Regions from separate parts of the Oncorhynchus mykiss genome. Here region 2 is linked to region 1. The links are chromatin contacts, called in public Hi-C maps. All regions are on one chromosome and are shown on one strand. Each heading gives the region's core, a stretch centred on a gene start, on an enhancer-like site or on the middle of the called end of the contact. The rest is flanking DNA. Distances are from core to core; before and after follow the strand shown. Region 1 holds the start of LOC110525671 (DNA replication complex GINS protein SLD5). Region 2 holds the start of tgoln2 (trans-Golgi network integral membrane protein 2).

Region 1 (6,652 bases), core at 3,692-6,191:
CTGTTAAACTTGGTAAGCCAAGTGTAAGCCATCCTATCATTATTATGATCGGATCATTCAGACCATGCCATAACCATTCTCGCCAGCTATGGCATATAGTAAGGTGGATAGTTCAACTAAGGATGTGATGTACAGCTTTCACTTTTGAATTGCTTCAGAGAAAAGCAAAGTGATGCAGCAAATTTTCCCACCAAAATGAATGCACTCTCTCACGTACACAGTATGACTCAATGACCTAGTTATTTAGAAGAGGATGAGCCGCAATTCCCCATACTGTGACCCTGATGCAATTACTACCCGGGGTTGTTTGTTTTCAACGAGCCATAAAGAACCAACCCTGACCTGACATTGACTCAACCGGATGTAGCCTAATAAGGGAAAGAACCATGACTACTAAAAAAGGGGCTATTAAATCCATTCTCTTGCATCAAGTACAGTTCTCAATCACAAGCCCTTCATTATCAGCAACAATGACAACTTATGATTCAACATACTTCCATCATAATTGGTTAAACTATAAAAATGTATGTCTTATCATGAATGGTCACTATGTTTTTACTGATGTACTTGAAAAGAAAGAGGTATACTGGGGGGGGGGTCATTGGATGTGTGTAAAAGTAATACATGTAATGATGCAGGCGTGTTCCTGAACAGCTGGTGTCTTTGTGGACCATTGGTGCACAGTTTATGGCTGATTAACCATAACTTAACTAGGGGCAATGTGGGACAAGGTCCTATTTCTTAGACTTAAATACCATGGTGTCAAAAATATTAACTTCTTATGGCTGGGAGCAGTATTGAGTAGCTTGGATGAATAAGGTGCCCAGAGGTACCCAGAGTAAACTGCCTGCTACTCAGTCCGTTGCTAATATATGCATATTATATTTGGATAGAAAACACTCTGAAGTTTCTAAAACTATTTGAATGATGTCTGTGAGTATAACAGAACTCATATGGCAGGCAAAAACCTGAGAAAAAAATCCAACCAGGAAGTGGGAAATCTGAGGTTGGTCATTTTTCAACTCATTCCCTATTGAAGATACAGTGGGATATTGGTCATGTTGCACTTCCTAAGGCTTTCACTAGATGTCAACAGTCTTTAGAACCTTGTTTGAGGCTTCTACTGTAAAGGAGGGGCTCATAAGGGCTCTTTGAGTCAGTAGTCTGGCAGAGTGCCACAAGCTTGTGACGCTCGTTCACGTGAGAGTTAGCTCACATTCCATTGCATTTCTGAAGACAAAGGAATTCTCCGGTTGGAACATTATTGAAGATTTATGTTAAAAACATCCTAAAGATTGATTCTATACATCCTTTGACATGTTTCTACAGACTGTAACGGAACTTTTTTACATTTCGTCTGCTCCTAGTGAACGCGCTTCGTGAGTTTGGATTTGTTTACAAAACGCACCAACAAAAGTAGCTATTTGGACATAAATTGACATTATCGAACAAAACAAACATTTATTGTGGAACTGGGATTTCTGAGAGTGCATTCTGATGAAGATCAAAGGTAAGTGAATATTTGTAATGTTAATTCTGACTTCTGTTGACTGCACAATATGGCGGATATCTTTTTGGCTTGTTTGGTCTCTGAGCGTCGTACTCAGATTATTGCATGGTTTGCTTTTTTCATAAAGCTTTTTTGAAATCTGACACAGCGGTTGCATTAAGGAGAAGTGTATCTAAAGTCCATGCATAACACTTGTATTTTCATCAACATTTATTATGAGTATTCCTGTAAATTGATGTGGCTCTGCAAAATGGAACTACTGAACACAACACGCCAATGTATACTGAGATCTTTTTAAATAAATATGAACTTTATCGAACAAAACATATGTATTGTGTAACATGAAGTCCTATGAGTGTCATCTGATGGAGATCAAAGGTTAGTGATGAATTTTCTCTATTTCTGATTTTCGTGACTCCTCTCTTTGGCTGAAAAAAATGGCTGTGTTTTTCTGTGACTTGGCTCTGACCTAACATAATCGTTTGTGGTGCTTTCGCCGTAAAGCCTATTTGAAATTAGACACTGTGGTGGGATTAAAAAGAAGTGTATCTTTAAAATGGTGTGAAATACTTCTATGATTGAGGAATTTTAATTATGGGATTTCTGTGGTTTTGAATTTGGCGCCCTGCACTTTCACTGGCTGTTGTCATATCGATCCCGTTAGCGGGATCACAGCCCTAAGAAGCTTTTAATTCCAGTCTTTAAACATAAATCTACACATTTATTTCCTTTGCTATCAACAATTGATATGGTTTACAAACCCAGAATTTAAATCATATATGGTCAAGGCAGCAACAGCATGCAAAATACAAATGTATGCTTGGCAATGACATGCATGTATCCCTCAACCTTATTACATACATGTAGACACTATGAAGTGCCATTCATGTATTCCTGTGTCCTCCTCACACCAAAGGTATCTCTCACTTGTAGCCTTAGTGATCCAATGATCATCATTACAATTATAAGCAGGCTTCATGTGAGAGATATGTCCTCAGGTACACAACATTTCAACAAGTCAGTAATATATTTGCAGACATTCTAGTTAATGCCCCGCCCTTGGCGAGTTGGAGGTCCACAAATAATGTCCATAACTCCTTCCTCAATGTACTGCAAACAGTGTAGTTAATGTTCAATGAAGGGAGTCAGTGTTCCTCCGGTCATCCACCATCACAGTTGGAGACTAATAACCCCATCTGAACCAAGGACAGGAGGCTCCTAAAACATAGCCCAAATAGAGTAGGTATATTATTACAGAGACCGATCTGTGCAAACGTGTTAATATACGGCCTAAGTGACGATTTTCTTGCAGTTCACTGGCAAATTGCCTCATTGTTTAACAGGTATTATGCTGTTCAAGCAAACGTTCTGAGAATTTCCAGCTTAGTTAGTTCCCAAGAGACCATGTTGATGGCAAAAAAATAAAAATTATGACAGTACAAAACAGTCGTATGAAAGATTTGGATTTGAATCATGCACACTTCAACATATTCAAAAACATAGTATGGATTAGTGTGTGTGTCATGGATAAAGACATGAGGGAAATCAGTGTGGCCTATAAATTGAGTACCTTGACAGTTAAATTAGCTGTACTGCTCCACTTGAAACCAGGGGTGCTATAGAGCGATACCGCATCAGATGCTGAGAATCCACATCAAGATCCACAACATACTCTCTGAAAGAAAATATTGGACCAGAAAATTCAATGGAGTTCTTAGTAAACGGCCGGGCATTTCAATCAATAAGAATACACTGTCCGTGGAGTAAGCTTGTACAATATTCTTGAGGATAGTAACAGTAAAAAAAAAAACATGTTATATACAGACACATGCTGCCACCTTCTGGATCTACAGAATACTGCAAAATAACTTCCAATGTGCTCCTCTTCACAACAGGAATCAAAACTTCTATTCTTGACACATTATCATCAAAGTGAGATAGGTAGAAAGCCTATTCCAAGCTGTAGCACCAATCAATCAGTCCAATGATCATATGCGATACTGTACCTCTGATCATCTGTCTCAGGTTCCACCAAGATGTTTTCCTGTCTCTCCCTCACACGTAGGAACACAAAGGAGTCCAGACAAGGCTCTGGTACTGGGAACATTTCATTTGACATTGCAGTTAATCACATGACAAGAGAATGCAATGCTTCCATCCATGAACATTATGCCACTGATGAGTTTTTTTACAAGCAGTCATTTGAATATTGGAATAGCTCATCTAAACATCGTGCTAGGACTCACCTGCTTTCAGCATATCCACTGTCTGTAGATTGGGGGGCATGTGTTTCAGAGCTACAGCCTTCAGATAGGTCTCTGTGTTGGCCAGATATCTACATGGAAGAGAGGGAACACATCACTAATGTTGCAAACATATTATTATTATAATAATAGAAGTAAATATGACATCAAAAGCAACTCAATGACCTTCCTCCAGGGATGGTCATTGTAACTGCAAGCCACAACACGTCACTATAACACTCACTCTTTGGCAAAAGCAAACTCCTCTGGAGACAGGAACGAAGGATCTCCCTCCACTCGAGACTTCTCTTTCTCCAACACATGTGGGAAAAACTTCTCAATCTACACAGGCAACAGAGGACCAGAGAGAAAGGTGTCAGTCTGAGCACTGATTTATAGTCCTTCTCACTAGAAGATGATCATATCATGCTGGGTTGTTGTTGGCATTACCTTTTGGAGGCGAGAGCGGAGGTAGCTGCTGAGGACAAAGCGGATCCTGTCAATCTCCATGCGGTGGACACTTGCCTTCACATCACCCCTCCTAACCCGCTGCAGGTTGGCCTCCTGTCAATGGAGACAACACAACATAGAAGTCCTGTTATTACTGGTATCTCACTGCTCACCGAGACAGCTGCTGCACCCCTCAGTTATTTGAGGAACCCCACCACCATTTACCATGTGAGTCAGCTGCTCCATCACACACTCTCCCATCTCTGACTTGTTCTCCAGAAGCTCAGGAGAGAACCTCTCATTCAGCCAGGCCTGGGGGACAGAGGAATACACAAAGTCCACTTTACATAGGAGCAGCAGCAGTGCTAAATACGTTTTTTTGTTTTGACAGGATCCGTGCATTGCAAAACGTATCGGTCTGGCTACAGTATTTTAGTGAACATGGCTAATTAGCTAGCTAGCTAACGTTACCTCTTCCAATTTCCCAATCAGCTCCGCTGGAGTCATCACATCTTCTTGGCCATCATCTCCTCCGCTGGCATCATCAGACAACGTATCCGACATCCTATACTTGCTTAGCCTACACAAAATGTGGTACTCTATTAAACTAGCTACGCAGAATGTTACTTTTTTACATTATATCTAGACAACACTGTAAATGACGTCGACAGCTCATTAACCTCCTCAGAAACAAGAGTCGCACACTTCCGGTTAAAGTTCGCGCCAACCGAAAGCAGTGCGTGATGACGTCTGTAGAGGTTCAAACATGCGCAAAAAATGCGCAGTCAGAGACGGTAAACAAATCCATCCGTAATCTCTGCCCTAGTGTTTGGTTTACAAAATAATGTTTTATTATTATTATTTGCAAAAAAGCATGCGTTTATTGGCATTAATGAAATACAGTGGTCTACTTTCCATGGATTAAGTGCTGCACGTCCCCTCAACTAATTAAAATAAATGTCGAAAATTACAAATGACCATGGTTATTTACTTACCAAAGAATGCAGACTTGGATCAGACAGGAATTATTTTAGATTTTATTCAGAATAAACAATTACATCTGTGTTGTTTCATATTATTTCCATGCAAAATAATTTTATCATACAATAAAAAAACGTACATAGCAGTAAACCAGAGGGCTATTGTTACAAATACAGAAAGATGAGTCCTTTTTATTAGTGCAATTCTATCAGTTGCCACAGTGGGGAGCCCATCTCGGGATAATAATCACAACAACGTTTCTCTGTTGATCACTCACATAGAATGCAGCTGTGTTCGAGTCAAGTTTAGAAAATGTCTAGAACGAAGCAGGTACTGTCATTATCTCCATTTGACTTGTCACATTGTCTATAAGCTCTGCGAGAGGTAGGCTGGGCTATCACAGCCTAGTTTGAGGATAATGCACGCCAGTGATGCTGTAACCAGTATGGGGATTCAACATAGGAATGGAATAGGGATAGGAGTAGAGAGCAGGCTCATAAGGGGAAGCATTGGTGTGTCCCGTTGCGGCATGACGGTACATAGGGTTGATCTGGGACTGAGGCAGTCTGTTGGTGGATAGAAATAATGGGTGTACAGGTGGCTTCTGTCCAGAGTCTCCCCTTGTCCTGTCATAGGCTGGGACGAGGTAGGACACTGGTATGCTGACATTAGAGTGGAATACAGGTTGTTGCGTTGGAAGTGGCTTTGGCAACATTGTCGTGGACTTCTCCTTTTTCTCTGTCTGATAATGTCGAGGGACCATATGTAGTTTCTTAGTATAGATCAGATCATTATCATGTAACATGGGCCTATTTGGGTTCTGATGGAATGTGTAACCTGGTCGAAAGGGTATAGGCCGCAAAGGCTCTATAGATTTGGGATAAACTTTAGTGAAACTGGAGGTGGATGGAACCAAGCAAGACCTAACAGTATACGTGCAGGACGTTGGTGGGGATATTTGGTGAGCTGGACGTCTGTTACTCCCATTGCAGACAGGGCTCCATACAGAGTTTTTACTCTGACCTTTGATAGAAACTGTGTCACCCAGTAGAGGGCTGACCTGAGGGAAATCTCTTTGTCCTCCAGGGAAGCCAACATATTTCTTGACATCAGGGCTGCAGCTCTGAGGCTTGTGGACCCCACTGCAGGCAGATATTGGGTTGCTGGAAAAAGGAAGAGGTACTTCTGGTTTTGGAACTGGGGGCCTCTCTTCAGTTAGTGCTGGACAGTCCTCAGAGGAGATGGAGTAGGGGGATGGGCTACGGGAAGAGGAGGACGACGGAGGGAGAGGAGAGCCCTCCGAGGTAGTGCGTGTCCGGCTAGAACGGACCAGCCCTGGGGACTGGGAGCAGTGGATCACAGAGGGCCTGCCCTTACGGTCCTCCTGTTTGGGGCTCTGACAGTCCTGGGACTGACTCAGGCTGGCCTGGGCCATACGCTTCTTCTTCTCCAGAGGGGAGATGATGTC
Region 2 (6,758 bases), core at 4,031-6,530, 130 kb after region 1:
TGGTAGGCCACACAAGCTCACAGAAAGGGACCAATGAGTAGCGCGTAAAAATCGTCTGTCCCGGTTGCAGCACTCACTACTGAGTTCCATACTGCCTCTGGAAGCAGCGTCAACACAACAGTTCGTCTGGAGCTTCATGAAATGGGTTCCTTGACCGAGCAGCCACACATTAGCCTAAGATCACCATGAGCAATGCCCAGCGTCTGCTAGAGTGGTGTAAAGCTCACCAACTCTGGAGTGATGAATCACGCTTCACTATTTGGCATTCCAACAGGCAAATCTGCTACCTGCCCAAATGCCTAGTGCCAACGGTAAAGTTTGGTGGATGAGGAATAATGGTCTGTGGCTGTTTTCCATGGTTCGGGCTAGGCCCCTTAGTTTCAGTGAAGAGAAATCTTAATGCTACATACTACAATGACATTCTAGAGGATTCTGGGCTTCCATTTTTGTGGGAACAGTTTGGGGAAGGCCTTTTTCTGTTTCAGTATGACATTGCCCCCATGCACAAAGCAAGGTCCATACAGAAATGGTTTGTTGAGATTGGTGTGGAAGAACTTGACTGGTCTGCACAGAGCCCTGACCTCAACCCCATCCAAAACCTTTGGGATGAATTGGAACACTGACTGTGAGCCAGGCCTAATTGCCCAACATCAGTACCCAACCTCACTAATGCTCTTGTGGCTGAATCCCCGCAGCAATATTCCAACATTTAGCGGAAAGCCTTCCCAGAAGAGTGGAGGCTGTTATAGCAGCAAAGGGGGGACCAACTCCATATTAATGCCCATGATTTTGGAATGAGATAATAATAAGTTTATAATAATAAGTTTTGTATTTGGTTGCCTCTACTAGATATCTGCATGTGCACAAGGTCAGATTTAATACATGTTAATTTTGCTCATTAAATTCTTGCAGTCTCTTGTCAAGGTTCTTTTTTGGGCCCTCCTTTGATCTCAAATTCATTCCAGGTTAACCCTTTGATATTTCAAATGCATGACATGGAGACATTGCATAGACAAGTCTCCACTGTAGAGACCCAAATAAGTACCCCATTAGACAGATGAGTTAATATGACTCCTCTCAGGTTAGAATATCAGTGGTTAATTCTTGAATTCAATAAATAATACTATTGGATTATAGAGAAGGATCCATTCAGATTGGCATTCAGGAGACACTCTCACATCCTGTTATTATATGCAGGTAGCATGGACATAAAATCCTAGTAGTGGCTTATAGGCTACAATATTCAGGTCTGGCTAGCACATTGCACCTTTATTTAACTAGGCAAGTCCGTTAAGAACAAATTATTATTTACAATGACGGCCTACCCCGGCCAAACCTGAACGACGCTGGACCAATTGTGCGTTCTACAGTACTCCCAATCACGGACGGATGTGATACAGCCTGGATTCAAACCAGGGACTGTAGTGACACCTCTTGCACTGAGATGCAGTGCCTTAGACTGCTGCGCCACTCAGGAGCCCAAAACCTAAACCTAGCCCTAACCCTTTAACCTAACTCCTAAACTTAACCCTAACCACTAACCCTAAACCCTAGCTAACGTTAACAAGCAAGCTAACATTAGCCACCTAGCTAGAATTCGTAACATATTGTACAAATCTATACTGATCAAAAATATAAACGCAACATGCGTATATGGAAATCAATCAATTGAAATAAATTAATTAGGCCCTATATCTATAGATTTCACATGACTGGGAATAAGGATTTGCATCGGTTAGCCACATATACCTTAAAAAAAGGTAGTGGTGTGGATCAGAAAAACAGTAAGTATCTGGTGTGACCACCATTTGCCTCATGCAGCGCGACATCTCCTTCTCTTAGAGTTGATCAGGCTGTTGATTTTGGCCTGTGGAATGTTGTCCCACTCCTCTCCAATGGCTGTGCATTAGTTGCTGGATTTTGGTGGGAACTGGAACACGTTGTTGTACACGTTTATCCTGAACATCCCAAACGTGCGTAATGGTTGACATATTTGGTGAATATGCAGGCCATGGAAGAACTGGTACATTTTCATTTTAGAGGAATTGTGTACAGATCCTTGTGACATGGGGCCTTGGATTATCATGCTGAAACATGAGGTGATGGCAGCGGATGAATGGCACAACAATGGGCCTCAGGATCTCATCACGGTATCTCTGTGCATTCAAATTGCCATTGATAAAATGCAATTGGGTTCGATGTCCGTTGCTTATGCCTGCCTGCCCATACCATAACCCCACCACCACCATGGGGCACCCTGTTCACAACATTGACATCAGCAAACCGTTTGCCCACACAATGCCATACACGTGGTCTGCAGTTGTGAGGCCGATTGGACGTACTGCCAAAATCCATAAAATTATGTTGGAGGCGGCTTATGGTAGAAAAATGAATATTCAATCATCTGACAACAGCTCTGATGGGCATTTCTTAAGTCAGCATGCCAATTGCACATTTCCTGAAAACTTGAGACATCTGTGGCATTGTATTGTATGACAAAACTGAACATTTTAGAGTAGCCTTTTATTGTCCCCAGCACAAGGTGCACCTGTGTAATTATCACACTGTTTAATCAGCTTCTTGATATGCCACACCTGTCAAGTGGATGGATTATCTTGGCAAAGGAGAAATGCTCACTAACAGGGATGTAAACAAATGTGTGCACACAATTTGAGAGAAGCTTTTTGTGTGTATTAAACATTTCTGGGATCTTTTATTTCAGCTCATGAAACATGGGACCAACATTTCACATGTTGCGTTTTATATTTTTGTTCAGTGTATATCAAGTTTTGCAAATTCATAATATATAACACAAATTGTAGTTCGTAACATATCATACAATTTAATACATACCATACGAAATGTAAATATCATTCAAAATGGAGTGTCCCGGATTTACGTACAGAATAATACGAAATGTGCTGAGACCAGGTTTCAATGTTGTTGGTTCAAATCCCATAAGGAGCGTTTTTTGATCCTTCAAGGTGGATTGGTTTAAGAAATCCATTGTTTTTATTAAGTAAAGGTTTCTTATGTATTTTGTCAGCAGAGCATAGCGGTTGGAGTGTTGGGCCAGTGAACGAAATGTTGCTAGTTGCGTGAAATAGGACAAATATAATTATTATTTTATGGTGTCATATTAAATTACATTGGGATCCATGCCGATCTTACTGTGAACACATTCATATGCAAATACAGAGAGATTCAGTGGGGTCTGACTACTACCATGGAGCTGTTTGTCAATTTGTGCGATAAAAAGCTCTAGATCCTCCTAGGCGCAGCAAAGTAAACATTAAAAGTAAACATTCAATATGTGCAAAAGCCTTGAGATAATCTTCCTTACGGAATCATCAATAAAAGGCAACTTGTTTGAGCACACAACCTGAGATTGTGGGAGTGATAATCATCCAAATGTTAATGAGAGGTATTTTACATCTCAGCTGGAAACGAGAGACCTGTGGATTCTTGTCATGAATGTGTCTTCATTATGGTGTTTGACATTTAGAAAGTTGGATCATCTATCTCATTCTTGAGTTACATTTGCATTCCCTTCTTTAAGGTCAAATGGGTATGAATAATACATTAAGAATGGGGTTCTTAAGCTCACAGCAAGTGATACCTGTCTTCATAGAGGTGCCAGCTGAGTCTTGTCAAACTGGGGGGGAAACAATCAATTAATATCACGTTGAGAAAGCAGGGTAGAAGCAAACACACTGGAACCTTCCAGACACTTCCAACATCCTGATATCTATCGATATGGGCACCAAGATGAGGATAGCAAAGGAAAAAGCAGGCGTGATTGTATAAGTACAGAAATAATGACATATTTGACCCTATATTTGAACCCTGTATGCATGTATTACTTTAGTTGATAATCTGGTAGACTCTTTCCGTTCTGTCTGCAGACAATAACATAATTGAAATTTGAGATAAGCAGCACTACATTTATTTTTTTGCAGCCCTACCCCTCCTAGACAGCCCATGTAGAATGTGGATTACTTACTCATTCTGACTGCTATTATGGCTCATATATAACATTTTATTTGTCACATGCGCCGAATACAACAGGTGAAATTACAGTGAAATGCTTACTTACAAGCCCTTAAACCAACAATGCAGTTTAAAAAAATACAACAACAAAAAAAGTAAGAGATAAGAATAACAAAACATTAAAGAGCAGCAGTAAATAACAATAGCGGGGCTATATACAGGGGGTGCCGGTACAGAATCAATGTGGGGCGGCAGGGTAGCCTAGTGGTTAGAGTAACCGAAAGGTTGCAAGTTCAAATCCCCGAGCTGACAAGGTAAGACATTTGTTGTTCTACCCCTGAACAAGGCAGTTAACCCACTGTTCCTAGGCCGTCAGTGAAAATAAGAATTTGTTCTTAACTGACTTGCCTAGTTAAATAAAGGTTACATTAAAAAAATAAAAGTGAAGGGTTAGCTAAAAGGGTTAAGGTTAGGGTTAGCTAACTTGCAAAGTAGCTAGAAAGTTGTTTGTGATGAAATTTGAACTCACAACCTTTGGGTTACTATACATTTGCGTTATACACCCACCCATCCATCCACGCTGACCAAGTAACCATCTGTCTTATGTAACATTTTATACTAAATGGAGTGTCTCGGATTTACATATAGAATAATACGAAATGCTCTGAGACCAGGTAGCATTTTGGTCTGTAAACATCTCCCATTAGACCTTAGCTGCAAACTGGCCTTTCTCCTATACAGGTTGTGACAGGCTCTAGTAGCTAGCAGGCCTATGCTTATAGGAAATGTTTCACAAATGTAATATGAATCTGTATATATATAGGCGTCTAAACAGACCGGTATAAATATTCTTCTAATATACACTTCTAAGACATATTGGAAAACATGGTTTAATGTGATATTCTATGATACTGGTGATCAACTTCAAGGTTTATCACATCATCAGTAGGCCTGTACTGATCTCTGCTGGATTCCTTTAAATATTGCAATTGGCAGACAAAAAAAATCTACATTTTGGAGCGCTTGGAGTTGTGTGAACGCACATCACATTCAGTTGCATAGCCAACTTTTAATGTACAAAAATCGGATATTGGAAATCGTGAGTTTATCATTTATTTGACAATGATTCAATCTGTGACGTGATATCAGAGGTATATTCATTACGCCTATTCTGTTGCAAAACGTTTCTTAGACGGAAGCAAACGGAAAGAAACGGGGCGGGATCTAGCTGAATTTGTCCAATAGAAACTGTCGTTTTACTCGCAAAACGGAACTGTTTGGACTAATGATTACACTCTTGGTTTTGGCAGATTTGAACAGTAGGAGGAAGAAGGAAGTGTTTATATCAGGATTTGAGTCATCACCTTTGAGCCAAGCATTATTGGGAACTCTTTCCGTAGTAAATTCTTATATCTGACTAGGTTTGTTTTGCCTCAAAGCTACAATGAAAACAATATCTATGTTGTTTATCGTGCTGGTTTATTTGTCTGGTGGTGTCAGAGGTGAGAGTTTTTGTAAAATATTTTTTTTAAATAGCTAGCTAATTTAGCGTTCAATCTGCTAATCTTAATTTGCCTAGACCAGGTGCATGCCATACCTACTATATAACGCTACTTAAACAAATGCTTTACCTCAAGTAACGTTACAATAACTTTGAACAGTCAATCTTTGTTTTTATGCGTGTTGTGTACCGAGACTGGCTATACGTTAGATAATCGATTTGATCTGAGGGATATTTGAACATGAGACAGCTATAGTAAACTCGTACATCGCCTTGATCTGAACAATTGCCCTTATTTTAGCGCCCCCAAAACGTAATACTTTCAGATCAACTGTATTGTTAATACCATTGTAAAGCACAATTTCTCCCCTTTCCAATAGAACCAATTACATGACCTAAACGCTGCCCGTTTCTGCATGATTCAAGACAGCAATGAGCCCCATTGGGTCTTTTTAAAAATGTCAGGTGGGGAAGCGAAACTAATGCGTGATAGTGAAAAGAGGATATGTGTGGGAAAATGGCTTTTTTTCACTTGAGCTGTCCAATTTATCACCTTATCGCCTCTAAAATGTAAATAAAACACTAAAGAGTTTATATAATGTGTCATTACATACCTATTTGAAGGTTTGTGTCGAATTTTAATCAGGTTTTTAGGGCGGTGCTAAAGTGATCTTAGAAGTAAACAGCGGCTTTGAGAATGATGATTGCAAAAAATGACTAGGTATCCCTCCCTTACCCCGTCCATTGTTTTTAAAGGATGAGAGAAGTGCTACACCTGGTGGAGAGAGATTGTAAAACAGAAATAGTTGCTTTATGCGTGCTGTACGTTACGACACGTCAAGATGTAACGGAGGGTCAGTTTTTTTCAACTTTTCTCCAATACTACAGAGCCATTACCATGTCGCTCAACGCTTGAATAGAAACCTAGTTCACACCCCCGATTTTGAAGTCAACACAGTCCCATTAGTTTTCTTTGTAGCCTCGTTTGAATGTTGCGGTTGCGCACATTTGTACAGAATGGGGTGAGTTTACGTTAGCTAACGTTAGCTAGCTACCCCAATGACGTGGGCCAATTTACATAGCGTCTATGAATGGGTTATAGCAAAACTAACTACTTTTTAGTGCCTTTTGACAAAACACCGATTGGGGCCAAACAGACTGGGTTAGTTTAGGGTGCGTTCTTAAATTGACTCTGGCTATCTACTCCGATTTCAGAGCACTCTCGTCTGATGCCGTATGCCCACCAGAGGCACATGCGTTTTGCTGT

The links. A called contact is a pair of places that touch in the nucleus more often than the background predicts.
Region 2: a contact with region 1 is called in a Hi-C map of liver, with 5 times the contacts expected there. The contact joins the promoter of tgoln2 here to the promoter of LOC110525671 in region 1. A contact is called at or near these places in 2 of 3 Hi-C or Micro-C datasets (blood and liver).

What each region holds. Positions count from the first base shown.
Region 1 is chr6:28,409,532-28,416,183 of USDA_OmykA_1.1, forward strand. It overlaps LOC110525671 (DNA replication complex GINS protein SLD5), which reads right to left and starts at 4,942. Exons shown (of 8, transcript XM_021606009.2): 1 at 4,675-4,942; 2 at 4,429-4,515; 3 at 4,204-4,317; 4 at 3,998-4,095; 5 at 3,757-3,845; 6 at 3,517-3,607; 7 at 3,081-3,185. The coding sequence starts at 4,767. The coding sequence ends at 3,089. It overlaps arid5a (AT-rich interactive domain-containing protein 5A), which reads right to left. Exons shown (of 7, transcript XM_021606011.2): 7 at 5,206-6,652. The coding sequence ends at 5,582.
Region 2 is chr6:28,537,741-28,544,498 of USDA_OmykA_1.1, forward strand. It overlaps tgoln2 (trans-Golgi network integral membrane protein 2), which reads left to right and starts at 5,281. Exons shown (of 5, transcript XM_036979785.1): 1 at 5,281-5,492. The coding sequence starts at 5,435.